Linked DNA regions of Mus musculus: region 1 is linked to region 2. The links are chromatin contacts, called in public promoter capture Hi-C maps. All regions are on one chromosome and are shown on one strand. The core of a region is the stretch at or near the end of the contact, and the rest is flanking DNA. Distances in the headings are between cores, read along the strand shown. Region 1 overlaps Elp4 (elongator acetyltransferase complex subunit 4). Region 2 overlaps Pax6 (paired box 6).

Region 1 (5,689 bases), core at 1,899-4,398, 110 kb after region 2:
AGATGCCAGAGAGCGGAGCTTGTGTGGTTGGTACATACATATGTAGGGCTTCAGGGTCAGCCCTGCAGACTGAGCTCTGCTGTGTTTTTCATAAGGGGGAGTATATGCAGCTTTACAGTTATAGGAAACTGTAATGATCTATTGTGATAAAAGTTTTCTTCTAAATCAGAAGTACTTGAATGAATGTCAATATGTGCTCTAAGAAGGAGAAAACACTCTTCTGTCTTTGAGTCACTCCAAGTTGGCAAGTACTGCAGTTGCTTCAGCTGTCATACAAAGGCCAATGGCTAAGTAGGCTTTAATAGCACCCCTCCCTCCTCTGCTTTCTGCCTCCATCTAGCCCTGATTTGTGACTCATGTAACTGTAGGTACACCCCAATAAGTCTGCCTGTGTGGAGACAGAACTTATGCCTTATCCACTGAGCCAGGCTTTGCTTCTGGCAATAACACACAGATTCAATGCCCAAGATACTACCACTTCAGACTTTTCAGAGGAGTATAGCTTGCATTTTATTTTTTTCAAAAAGTCAGATTAATGTACTTCTATTACTTTTGTCATTAAAAATGGCTTTTACCCTGAATTTTAACTTTACGAACCCCTCAAATCCTTCCTGATTAGAACCAAATGATACAGGGACTGATTGACTGTACTCGATATTGCCTTCTTTAAAAAGGTGACTTTATTTTTGTCTTGTTTTCAAATACTCCTTCCAAACCACAAGGTGACAGTTATGATTCTTTTAGTTTGTGTGATAACAAGAAGCCTGTGTGGCTAAATGGCATTTTCTATTAGACCTATTGCTATTGAAGGGAGTGGTCTCACTTGACATTACGCAGGTCATTTTTATGCTTGCCAGGAGACACTGAGCAAGGTCATAAACAGGATGCACATGATCATTCTACTTTGGGCATAGGAACTTTTCTACTGAGGAATTCTTGCTTAATTTGCATATAATAAAAATGATATCATAGACTTGGTTTTAAAAATATTGGGGATGTTGGAAGAATAACCATGTAGAGGGAAAATTTTATATTTGAAAAATAAATTCAACTTAAAAAATGGAAGCATACTTTTGCCAGACAATAAGCTAAAACCTAAACTTTCTAGAGGGTAAGTCACTCAGTATTTCATCAGAAAAGCTGAGACAATGCTGACACAATTACAGTCTTAGGCCCCACTTCTATGGCATCTTTTGAGAAGTAAAGCAAATTAGCTCAAGAATCACTATTTCTACACACTTCTCTTTGGGTTTTAAGTGGCTTTTGAAGGGAGTATTCCCCAGATGAGGAACTTCTAACACTCCTGCAGAGATGACCTGCCTGAAGAACTGGCTGCCTGATTAACTATTAACTGCCCTCAATAGGATTAGATAATTAAGGACATTGATGACCATTAATTAGGAGGAGGGCACATTAATTTGTCACAGGATAGGACCCTTATGATGATTTATAGGTTAGTGCTACTTGTAAACGTGAAGGGACAGAGAAAGAGAGAGAGCCATTAAGTTACCTTATCAAGTGGCCAGCTTAAAGAGGGCAGAGGGTCAGAGAAGGGCCAAAGTGGTCACTTTAAGGGTGAAGTCCCAAACACCAAAGCAGTGCCAAGCCACATTGATGATCGTTTGGTGATGAAGTTAAAAATATGCTAATTTATTGGTAGTAATTCTCCCTTTTTATGGTTTCAAGCAGTTAAGACAAGTGGCCTGCTTAAGAGCTTTTCATTTGAAAAGAGATTAAACAAAATGGTTTGTCAAGGCAGTTTGGCTGTTTTATGTCTTTGTTTTTTAAAAAAAAATTGCAGCAACTATACTGATAAGTATCACACCACCCAAAGCTATCTCTCTGAACATTTAATTCATTAATAAATATATCAACTCTAATTGCTTAATAGTTCCATGTTCATTTGCTCTTTAGCAAGATTGAGCTGAAATAATTCTTTTGTATTGCTTTCTGTCATCCTGCTTGCAGAAAGGTCACAAAAATACACATGTAGAAAATTTACTTACAGCCACTAGTATATAGCTCATACCTTGCTTAATACAACATTTTAAAAATTAAATGAATTTTCCTGATATTAAAAACCAAAACAAACCAAATAAAACAAACAAAGAAACCTTTATGAGGTAGGGATAAACTTGCTATCCATACACAGTTGTGGGTAGCATTCATATTCCACATGCAGTAAGCCCAGCTCATTAACATTTAATTAAATGCTTTTGAAAGCCTTGGAGATCCATGTCGTATTTATCATTTGAGTTTGGAGCTTATTTTTAATAGCTATTAAAGATTCTTTTTTTGTTCTACCTGAATAAAAATACATGACTAGAATGAGGAAAATATAACAAAAATTAGTCTGTTATAACAAAAGTACTTAATTTGTAGCCTGAAATATATTTAGATGTTTTATTACAGTGAAAATCAGGCATAAGGGGACCATTTACTTTAAAACAGTAAACAAAAACATAAAAAGTCTCTTACCTCAATGGTGAACAGCTTCCTTTTTAACTTAAAAGCTAAGTCTTTGACATCCGATTCATCACAAGTCAAGTTATTAAGCCGAGGAATCTTCCGTATATGGATCAAACCTCGTGGAAAGGAAATGAAAAGAGAAAGCCTTAAGTACTGTCATCAGAGGCAGAAATTAAGGAGTCTTACAGCAGAATCTGTACATTTACACACAAGCATCCTCCCTTTAAAAGTGGAGCTGACTACCAGGAGCAGTGGAGCAAATGGCGTGATTATACTCAAGTAATCAAGCAGAATAAGATAAACAGAAATCTTTGAGCGAGGAAAACTAATTGCATTTTGGTACAGGAGTACAGATGTAAAGAGGGACCTTAATACTTGTCAAAACTACAGCCGGTCTGCGTGGGATTTTCTTTCGTATTTACAGTAAGCAAATATGGCTATCACCTTGCATGCTGCCCAAAGCACCACTCAACAATCTTTATTTTATTAAATGCACCAGTAAGCAGCCAGCAAAACAAGGCTTTCGGGTTATTGATAACCTGCAAAACACCAATAAAAAGTATTTCATTTTGTGCACTGACCAAACTGTTGAAGAAAAGTACATTTCAGCATGGTCTAGATCAAACCTTAGTCTGCACGCCATCCGGAAACCCTGATTTTTATGGCACGTTAGGCCCTTATGTGGCCATTAGAAGCTCTGCGGCAGTGCTAGGTAAACCGTGAGCTCTGGGCCTCATCAGCAAAAACACTTGCTAATCTTTACTGACAAGGCACTGGATGGCTTTTGTGTAGTTTCTGACTAAACCAGGGGTCAGTTCCCACAGATGAAGACATGGAAGGTTCTTCAGCATATCTTTTTGCCTGACTCAGCTCATATTTAAGAACACCATGTCAGCGATACTGATCCTTGAACATGGGATAAGAGACACCAAATGTCAGACTGGAGTAGACAGACCTTATTACAGAACGGCTTGCCTCTGTCTGTGTGTGTGTGCGCGCTAATATCTGCATGAATTCAGATTTAGAGAATGCTACAAACATTTTCTTCCAAGTAATTCATCAAAATAAATATGCTTACATTTCAAATACAATATGGTAATAAATTATTTGAAAATTCCAGAGAATGCATTTTGATCATATTTACCACCTACTTCTCATTAATAGCTCATAACAATTAAACATCTCATACATACTTATTTAGTAAATAAAGTATGTTTAACAGGAATAAGGACAACACATTTCTCATTTTTCCCTCATGGTACATGTACTGGTCAGGTAATTATTAAGATAGGAGTCCTTATAAAACTCATTAATTATTTTATTCTCAGGTTTTTCTTATTATAAGAAAGTTTACAAATATAATTATTCATTACACATGAGGAAAAATTTACTCATTCAGAGATTTCAGAATCTCTGTTTCAGAATGACAGTTCAACTTTTGAAATGTTTTAAGCAAATTATATTTAGAATATAAAACAATTTCAGTAAGTTTATATATGAACACTTATAAATGATAATATAACTTATAATGCACAAGGCAGGAGGTTCAATCTCCACCATCAAAACCAAACCAAACCAACCAAACCAAACCAAACCAAACCAACCCAACCCAACCCAACCCAACCCAACCCAACCAAACCCAACCAAACCAAACCAAACCAAACCAAACCAAACCAAACTAAACCAAACCAAACCAAACCAAAACTGCAATGTAGTAAAATGTTCAATCAACTTTTCTGAGTTTAGGCATGTCAGGGTGACAAGGTAATATGTACCCCCCATTTAAAGTGCTAGTGCTGGGGACTGAACCTACATCAGTGTGCATATTGGGAAAAGGCTCTACCAGTAAGCTACATCTCAGACTGGGATGTACCATACCGCATAGCTAGCTCTGTAAACTATAAACCTGTATATATCACAGGAATGCTGGTACACTGTTACAATGTGAGTATTTGTTATTCAAAATGCAGAGGTAGTTTATATTGTGCATCAGAGGTAGTTTATATTGTGCATCTTAAAATTAGGGACATTTATAAATATACTTATTTCAAACATGGCTGATTTCATATAAACCTTAAGCCACTGGCACAACAATACTTCAGATCCTGGGTTTGACTAATTTCAGTTATAACCTGCAATCTTAGTTTGATAAATAGCTTAAATAGAAAATTAACCAGGAGGGAAAAATGTTAACAATGGAATAAAATAAACACCATGTTTAGCAGATGTTGTAATGAGAGCAGAAGGATGCTTTCGGGTATGTGAGGAGCACTCAGGACATGTGCTTTTCATGACAGAGATGATACTTACCATGATAATCCTTATACAATGGGTTAGTCTCTCTCTCTGAACCAATAAAGGATTCCAGACCAACTACTGTATCTGACAAATTTCTCACACGAGTAGTAATTGATTTATTCTGAAAAACATGGAAATGGAATACTCATGTTATAATTAATTACAAAATAAAACATTTACACAATGCTACTATACCATCTTACAAATCTTAGTGGAGGTAAGAAACATTAATAAATAAAAGTTAAATGTACTACAGTCTGAAAAACAGATGAAATAGTCTCCTAGTTGAGTGATTTGAGCTACATGAGTATTCTATGTGAGTTTGAAGAGTTGAAGGCAAGGCAAACCTTCATAGGAAACATTAAGTATTGTTCCTTTGGCCTAATGCAGGGGCTACACTTTGCTTTTCTCATTACTTTGCTCCTGTATACTGGAGAACTTGGCAGACAATAGGGCTGAGAAAGATAGACAGCACATGGCAAGCATGGTGAGAGGCTCACTGCTGCCCATCAGCTTGATTGGATCTCAGTCCAATAACACCTCAGGTCCGGCGACATATTCAAAACATGGGACGGTCCAGGTAAGGGGATGTAAAGTGGCTAGTTCTGGAGTCTCCTGTGGTCCTTTCCAGATGCTGCCATCTGGCTCTAGAGTAACAACAAAGAAAGGCAAAGAAACTGCCTAGCACTGACCAATGGCTAACACCTTCCTCAACACAGCTTGAGATGAATTCAATAGTGCTAAACAGAACAGTTTAGGAAATGTCCTGGTGCTGGATTAAAACAATACATAAACATGGTTTTAAGCATAGAATACCCAGTTGCTAAGGTAGTAATGACCCCAAGCCACTCAGAATTCATGGACAGGAAAGTAAAATCACTGATTAGCCAGTTGCTTTTGCAATTATTTTACTTCACGTAAA
Region 2 (6,317 bases), core at 2,232-4,731:
TTGTGGTAACAGTGTACAAACTGTAATGAGCTGAGTTATATAAGCTGGGATAATTTCATTCCCCTCTTCCCATCCCGTGCTAACCTCAGATTTTAGAGAATTGTTTGCATCCATCACGCTTGTGAAGAATGTATATGGATTTTCAAAGGCAAATGTTATCCACTCCTAATTCACATTTGCTCAACTGGGCAAAAATTTAAGGGAAAAATCATAAAAATTCCATTATTTTCCCTTTGTTCTTCACAACATAATACTACTTTAGGCAAGGTCAGCACAAAAAAATTAACCTGACTTCGTTTTGATGCATCTTCACACAGTGTTTAGAAAAATAGTTTTTTTTAAAAAAAGCTTTTAAAAAATAATTCAAAGTGTTTGAAAGTATCATCATTATTTGTAGTTTTAGGGCTACAAATGTAATTTTTAAGAAAAAAAAAAGCTCTCTACAGTAAGTTCTCGTACCATTGAAGGTATATTTTTGTGTTATAGACCCATGCAGATGCAAAAGTCCAGGTGCTGGACAATGAAAACGTAAGCTTGTCATTGTTTAATGCATACTTAAACAATTTTATTTTTGTCTTGAAATTATTAATAATGTGGTTTTCTGTCCAATTCCCTAATGCAGGTATCCAACGGTTGTGTGAGTAAAATTCTGGGCAGGTATTACGAGACTGGCTCCATCAGACCCAGGGCAATCGGAGGGAGTAAGCCAAGAGTGGCGACTCCAGAAGTTGTAAGCAAAATAGCCCAGTATAAACGGGAGTGCCCTTCCATCTTTGCTTGGGAAATCCGAGACAGATTATTATCCGAGGGGGTCTGTACCAACGATAACATACCCAGTGTAAGTTTATTGTGAACATCGTGTGTCTACCTTGCCCCAAGGCCCATCTCTGGCGCGTCTTTATCTCCTCCTGCTCTTTTCTCTCCCCAGGCCTTGCCATCTCTCTCCCTCTCTTCCCTGATTTGTCTCCAGGGTACCTGGGGGTATGGAGAGGTGGGCTTTGACTTTTTGACCATCTGGAAAATGGGGGTGAAGTGTGAGGAGTAGTTCCCTTCATTTGGATACCACAGACCAGGGGTCAAAGGAACTAGGGAAAGGCACTTGGAAATGAAAATGAAAACCAGATTCTAAATTCCCCTCAAAGCATTTTCCTGAAGCTTCTTTCAGGCAACATGCATCCATTTCTGCTCTCCGATAAAGTAGATCTCTAAAGTAAGTCTTTTATCACTGAGTCTTGGATCAAAGCGGAGCAGCCCAGTGAGCGGTTATTCGTGATATCTACAGAGGTGAAGGACTGCTCCCTCCTTTACACCCAACTTCATTTCCAGGAACAAAATGATAGCTGCCATTCTTTCCACAAAATAAGTTAAAAATCCACAGACTGTTCCAGGATGGCTGGGAGCTTTTGCATGTGTAGTGGGGTCATTCTTTAAAGCTTGGGAGAGCTGAGATGGGGACCTAAGATGGGGTGACTACGTGTCTTTCGGAGACACTACCATTTGGTTTGATTTGCAGGTGTCATCAATAAACAGAGTTCTTCGCAACCTGGCTAGCGAAAAGCAACAGATGGGCGCAGACGGCATGTATGATAAACTAAGGATGTTGAACGGGCAGACCGGAAGCTGGGGCACACGCCCTGGTTGGTATCCCGGGACTTCAGTACCAGGGCAACCCACGCAAGGTAAAACTCAAGCAGCCACCTTCCTGAAGTGTTTTACTCCTCTGGGCTTCCAGTACCTAGGAGATTAAAGAGGGTACAATCCTGGAAGGCTTAGGTACCCCAACCTCACTTTGTAATTGGTGTTTGTGAAAGCATCTTGGTGACTGTAAGGATTATGTATGTCAAGGGTTGTATGAAGTGGTTAGGAGATTGTACATGTGTAAGGTCGAACCTAGTGGTGCCTTATTCAAATTTGACATTATAATGCAGTAGTGTGCACTCGCAGTACAACTGAGACAAGTTAACACACCGAGAGACTGCAAAGTAAATATAATTGTATTATTTGCTTTTGAAGTAATTGACAATTATGTAACTTTGAGTAAGGTGGTAGGAGAAGGCGGACCCCCTAACCCCATGTGCATGGCCAGTTCCCTCCCCCAACTTTAACCCATGTACTCCCCCCCCCCCAGTTCCAGTTCTTATTCTCGGTGGTTGCAACTGGTTACAAGTGGGGTAGGGAAACCGAGTACTGGGCTGAGGCTAAGAGAAGAGGTTCTGGGGCCAGGGGGCAGATAGGAACTATGTTTTCCTTTCCCAGGATCTGTGAGAAGGGTGCAGGAAGAAGAGCGGGTGGGTTGGCTCTCTCTCCTTCCCACTCACACCGAGGTAACTTGGTCAAGAATAGGAAACAGTTTACTTCGAAGATTAATCGGTATTTGTTGTGTTCGTGACAAGGAGATAATATGCGGGGATAATGGGACGAGGAGTCTCACTCCCCCGGAGCACCACAGAGCCTGGGGCATAGGGCCGGGGGGGGGGGGGGGGGCTGCCCAGGGATGGCGAAGGGGCTGCTGTGAATCGGTGAGCTCTTAGACCGGCCCCGCGTGCAGGGCGCCTCCACAGAGCCGGGTTAGAGAAGGGAAAATCGGTAACAGTATGCGAAATATCTGGTACAAAGGATGCTTCTGTCACTTGCAAGAATTTGTTATGGGAACAATCCTGTCGCTCTGTAATTGCTCATTAGAGAACGTTTTGTTTCTCATTAAGGCGACATGAATAAGCGTCTAGCTGAAGGAGACAGCTGTAGAAATGTTCCACAAGAGACCTCTGGACACGATTCGGCACCAATTGCCAATTAGACATGTCAGTTTTAAGAGCAGAAAACAATATAGGACGGACACTGGGACGGTAGGGAGAAAAGTGTTCCTTTCTGGTTTTCCCAGCACCGCTGCCGCTCTTGGTCAGTGCAGGCTTCTGATGTACAGGCCCGGGCTCCCTTGGGTGACACCTCGCCGCGGCTCAGGTGACCTCGAACCTGCAGCTTTGAGTTGGAGCTCAGAGTGCTCACAGGTCCAGGCATCTCCGGTGTCTATAAAGATCAGCTAGGAAAAGATATAACCAACCATGCAGGGCCTGAGGTTTGACTCCTCCATGCATTCCCAAAGAACACACCCCAGAGAAGCTAGAACCTCAACTGGTGACCATCCACTCTCCACCCCCAGCACTCTAAAGTTCTGCTAAGCCCTTCCCCGCCCACTTGATCGAAGGTGTCTCGGTCGTGGGCAATAGGCCCAGAAGCTCAGATCTAGGAGGGCTGAGTTCAGAAGCCCTCCACTCCTGTGCTCCCTGGCGTTTGGGGCTCAGGTTTGCATGGAGACCAGGGAATGAACACCCTCTTCCTGTCTCTGGGTGCCAAGACTAAAGTCCAGGGCAATAACTTCCGCTAGAGGAAGTGTTGCCTGCTTAGGGCACGTTTTCCTCCTGGAGAGCTGGACAACTAGAGACTAAAAGGGAAAGGCCTGGTGGTGACCGCTGAGGGCGAGAGGTGGCGCTAGTTCAGGGACTTTTAACTCAAGGCAGCTAGATACTAGAGTGTGCTGGGTCATACACTTCTTGAATGTCCCACCCACCCACCTTATTTACCCCCACCTAAGTGCATTTTCCCCCAGGCTCTCTGCTCCGCCTCCAGTGTGGGGAGGAAGAGTGGCTGGAAAGGAGAATCTTGGGCGTGGGGACTTCGGTCTGTGGTGTCAGCTATCCAGGCTTAAATTCCTGGGGATCTCTCTGGCCCTTTGGTGCTAAGAGGGTCTCCCTCCCTCCCTGGCCTCCTTTCCAGCCCAAGAGGCTGATCTGGGGTTGTAAAGAGTCCATTTCCAGAAGCATAAGGAGAGGTTAGGTCTCTGAGGGAGACAAATATGGTTTCCATCTGATCTACGCCACGCGGCGGTGAATAAAATCCTGACGACGTGGGCTGACAATAACGAGACGACTCTATTCCAGCCCCAATTCTCCAGCGATTTGGTGGTTTTAGGGATCACGAAGACACTTTTTCTCATCTCCTTCCCTCGCCCCAACCCCCATAATACCCAGGCCCTCTATAGGATTTAGTCAGCCTCCTTTCAACAGATGCTTCAATGTTTTGATCTGCGCTCCGGAGCTGAAAAGGTTCCGCAACCGCGTTGCTATCTTTTCTTGCTTGTTTTCCGCCTCACTGATTAAGACACTAAGAAACTAAGGAATGATTTTATTTCCCAGCGTCTTTTTTTTTTTCTTTTTTCTTTTCTGTTTCCCCGCCTCTCCCTCTCTCTTTCTCTCTCTCCTCTTCTTCTTCCAGGAAACAAATCCTATCCCCTGCGTCAGATGGTCCTGGGGCTGGGATAATGGGAGGCGCTTTCACTCTTCTCTGGGATTAGCCTGGGAGGTGCACGGCGCCCATTGAAGGTCCCTTCTTTGCGCCGCTAGGAGGGGACGCCTTTTAAAGGAGATATCTTAATTGTCTGCCACTTAAGTTTATCGTGTGGGGGAATTAGAAAGCTCTAACTTCTATTTTTAGTTTCTTAAAAGATTTAAGGGTGGAAGGTAAAGCCACCAAAGGCGGGGGTGGGGTTGGGGGGAGGGAGCAAAAAACCCTCCAGCTCTATCTAAGTGAGCACTCAGTCACCTGGCTGCAAACACTTGCTACTTTTAAAGTAGTGAACACATTTTCAGGGTTGCTTTCTGGGCTGGTTAAGAGGCGGCGGCAGCGGGCGGGCAGGCGGCGGTGAATCCCGTAGCGTTCTCTAACTCCACTTTTAAAAAGAAGCAGCAAAACGGGGTTTAAATGCCATTTTCCTGCTCCTCTAGACTTTTTTTTTTTTGTCCCTAAATATCATTTTTCAAGGTAGCGCAAATCCTAGGTTTATGTAACCAGCACATGCTAATCTATAAGTAGTGCCTGAGCGTGGAGGACTGTCAATATAACCCCCATGCTTTAAAATGAAGAGGATGTCCAAGAAGCAGATGAGAATAGAGAAACGCTATGTGCTGGCGTCTTCAGAGGGAGACCCCCAGCTTTGTTTAATTGACAAGATCTAACGTGCTAGAGAAGGGACAGGGCTTTTCTTTTGGGTGGAGGCATAAGTGACCAGGCAGGATTGTGTTTTCCAAAAGCAGTAACCGATGGACTTTTTTAGTAGTTCCAACGGGGTGGGGTGGGGTGGGGGACAAAAATGTATCCTCCTTCACCGAATCCGACAATAAAAGGGAAAAGGAACAGGCTCTCATCATTTTCCCCCCTGGGTGGGGGGACCACTTTGAAGAGTCCTCAAGAGACCTGGGGCAGCAAATTAGTACAGCCACTTGTGCCCCTACACGTGAGTTCGGCGCGTCTCCTTCGGCAGGCGACCCTCCCCTCCCCCATTCATCTGAAGTAGGGCAAGATGCCTGCGGCTTGTTTACCAATACACGCTCCCTCCTCCTTTTCCTTTTCGTGGTTTTCTCCCTTCTCCGTCGACTCTCCAGTCTCTTTTTCCTCAACATTTCCCCTCTGTCCCTTCTTATCCTTTTTGACCACCATCTCTTTGGAGCCCTCCATCTTTCTCTGCCCCTCCCCCACACCATCCTTCCTCTTTAGCTTCTCTCCTTTAGCCTCCCCTCAGCCCCAGCTCTGGTCCCCATCCACCCTCCCCACTTCCCTCCACCCCCTACCCTGGCCCCCCATCCACCCCCCCCACACCCCCCAGCCAAGCGCCCTAAATAGCACCGCGGCGCCCGCTCTCCGGACAGTGATTAATGATAGCAGTGCAGAGGGGTTAACACACTTCGCTGAAAAGTCTGTTGACTGAGCTTCTTGTAACACAATGTGGCCCGCTGCACGCCTCGAGAGAATCCTTTTGTTGTCCGTGCTTATTGTGGCCTCAAAATTCTGCCCACGAAAGTTTGCCAACGCTCCTGCCCCAGGAGTTTAATAGTTTCCCTTACTCGCGGGGCATTGTGTGGTGCTGAAAAGCAGCCCCTCGCTATTCAAGTGTTGGTGGTCATCTCAATAGATCTCCAAGGGCCCATATGGTGGCCAGTGCCGATGAATCCGCCTGTTTAAATGGGGGAGAAAGTTGGGGTTTTAAAACATTTCAAAGTTCCTGAAAAGATCCCACTAGATCCTGTCACAATTCCCTGAACGCTTTGAAGGCGCGGCCTATTGTCTCCTGGTTATAAATGATATTCCTGGCCAAGTCGATTCCCACAGAGGCCTGGCGCCCCCTCCCCCCAAACTAGCCAAGTTTCTAGGATCCGGAGAGAACAGTTCTTGTTGGTATCCCGTGGGGGCCACAGGCCTCAGGACCCAAGACAGCCTGCAGTGCCCTGGGAAGCCCAGCCAAGGCCTGAGTCCTTTCCTTCCCA

The links. Capture Hi-C pulls out chosen DNA fragments and counts their contacts.
Region 1: a contact with region 2 is called in a promoter capture Hi-C map of pancreatic islet. The contact joins two enhancer-like sites. A contact is called at or near these places in 1 of 15 datasets of contacts at CTCF or cohesin (stem cell-derived epiblast-like cells), 32 of 484 Hi-C or Micro-C datasets (the G1E-ER4 cell line, the HPC-7 cell line, the N1E-115 cell line and 16 more), 7 of 115 datasets of contacts at active chromatin or transcription factors (a beta-TC-6 cell line, cardiomyocytes, embryonic forebrain and 2 more) and 3 of 9 other capture datasets (adipose tissue, embryonic stem cells and pancreatic islet).

The regions. Positions count from the first base shown.
Region 1 is chr2:105,789,738-105,795,426 of GRCm38.p6, forward strand. Elp4 (elongator acetyltransferase complex subunit 4) reads right to left here. Exons shown (of 10, transcript NM_023876.4): 8 at 4,780-4,888; 9 at 2,479-2,585. Among named protein-coding and RNA genes, the nearest start is that of Elp4, 110 kb to the right of the region's middle. Within about 2 kb of position 3,149, at least 10 of the 459 cell types and tissues checked have an H3K27ac peak or open chromatin away from gene starts, as enhancers often do. A contact at or near this core is called in pancreatic islet, where this site is marked.
Region 2 is chr2:105,684,265-105,690,581 of GRCm38.p6, forward strand. Pax6 (paired box 6) reads left to right here. Exons shown (of 12, transcript NM_001310144.1): 5 at 623-838; 6 at 1,514-1,679. Among named protein-coding and RNA genes, the nearest start is that of Pax6, 12 kb to the left of the region's middle. RefSeq lists enhancers at 2,531-2,864, 3,782-4,520, 5,663-6,163. Within about 2 kb of position 3,482, at least 32 of the 459 cell types and tissues checked have an H3K27ac peak or open chromatin away from gene starts, as enhancers often do. A contact at or near this core is called in pancreatic islet, where this site is marked.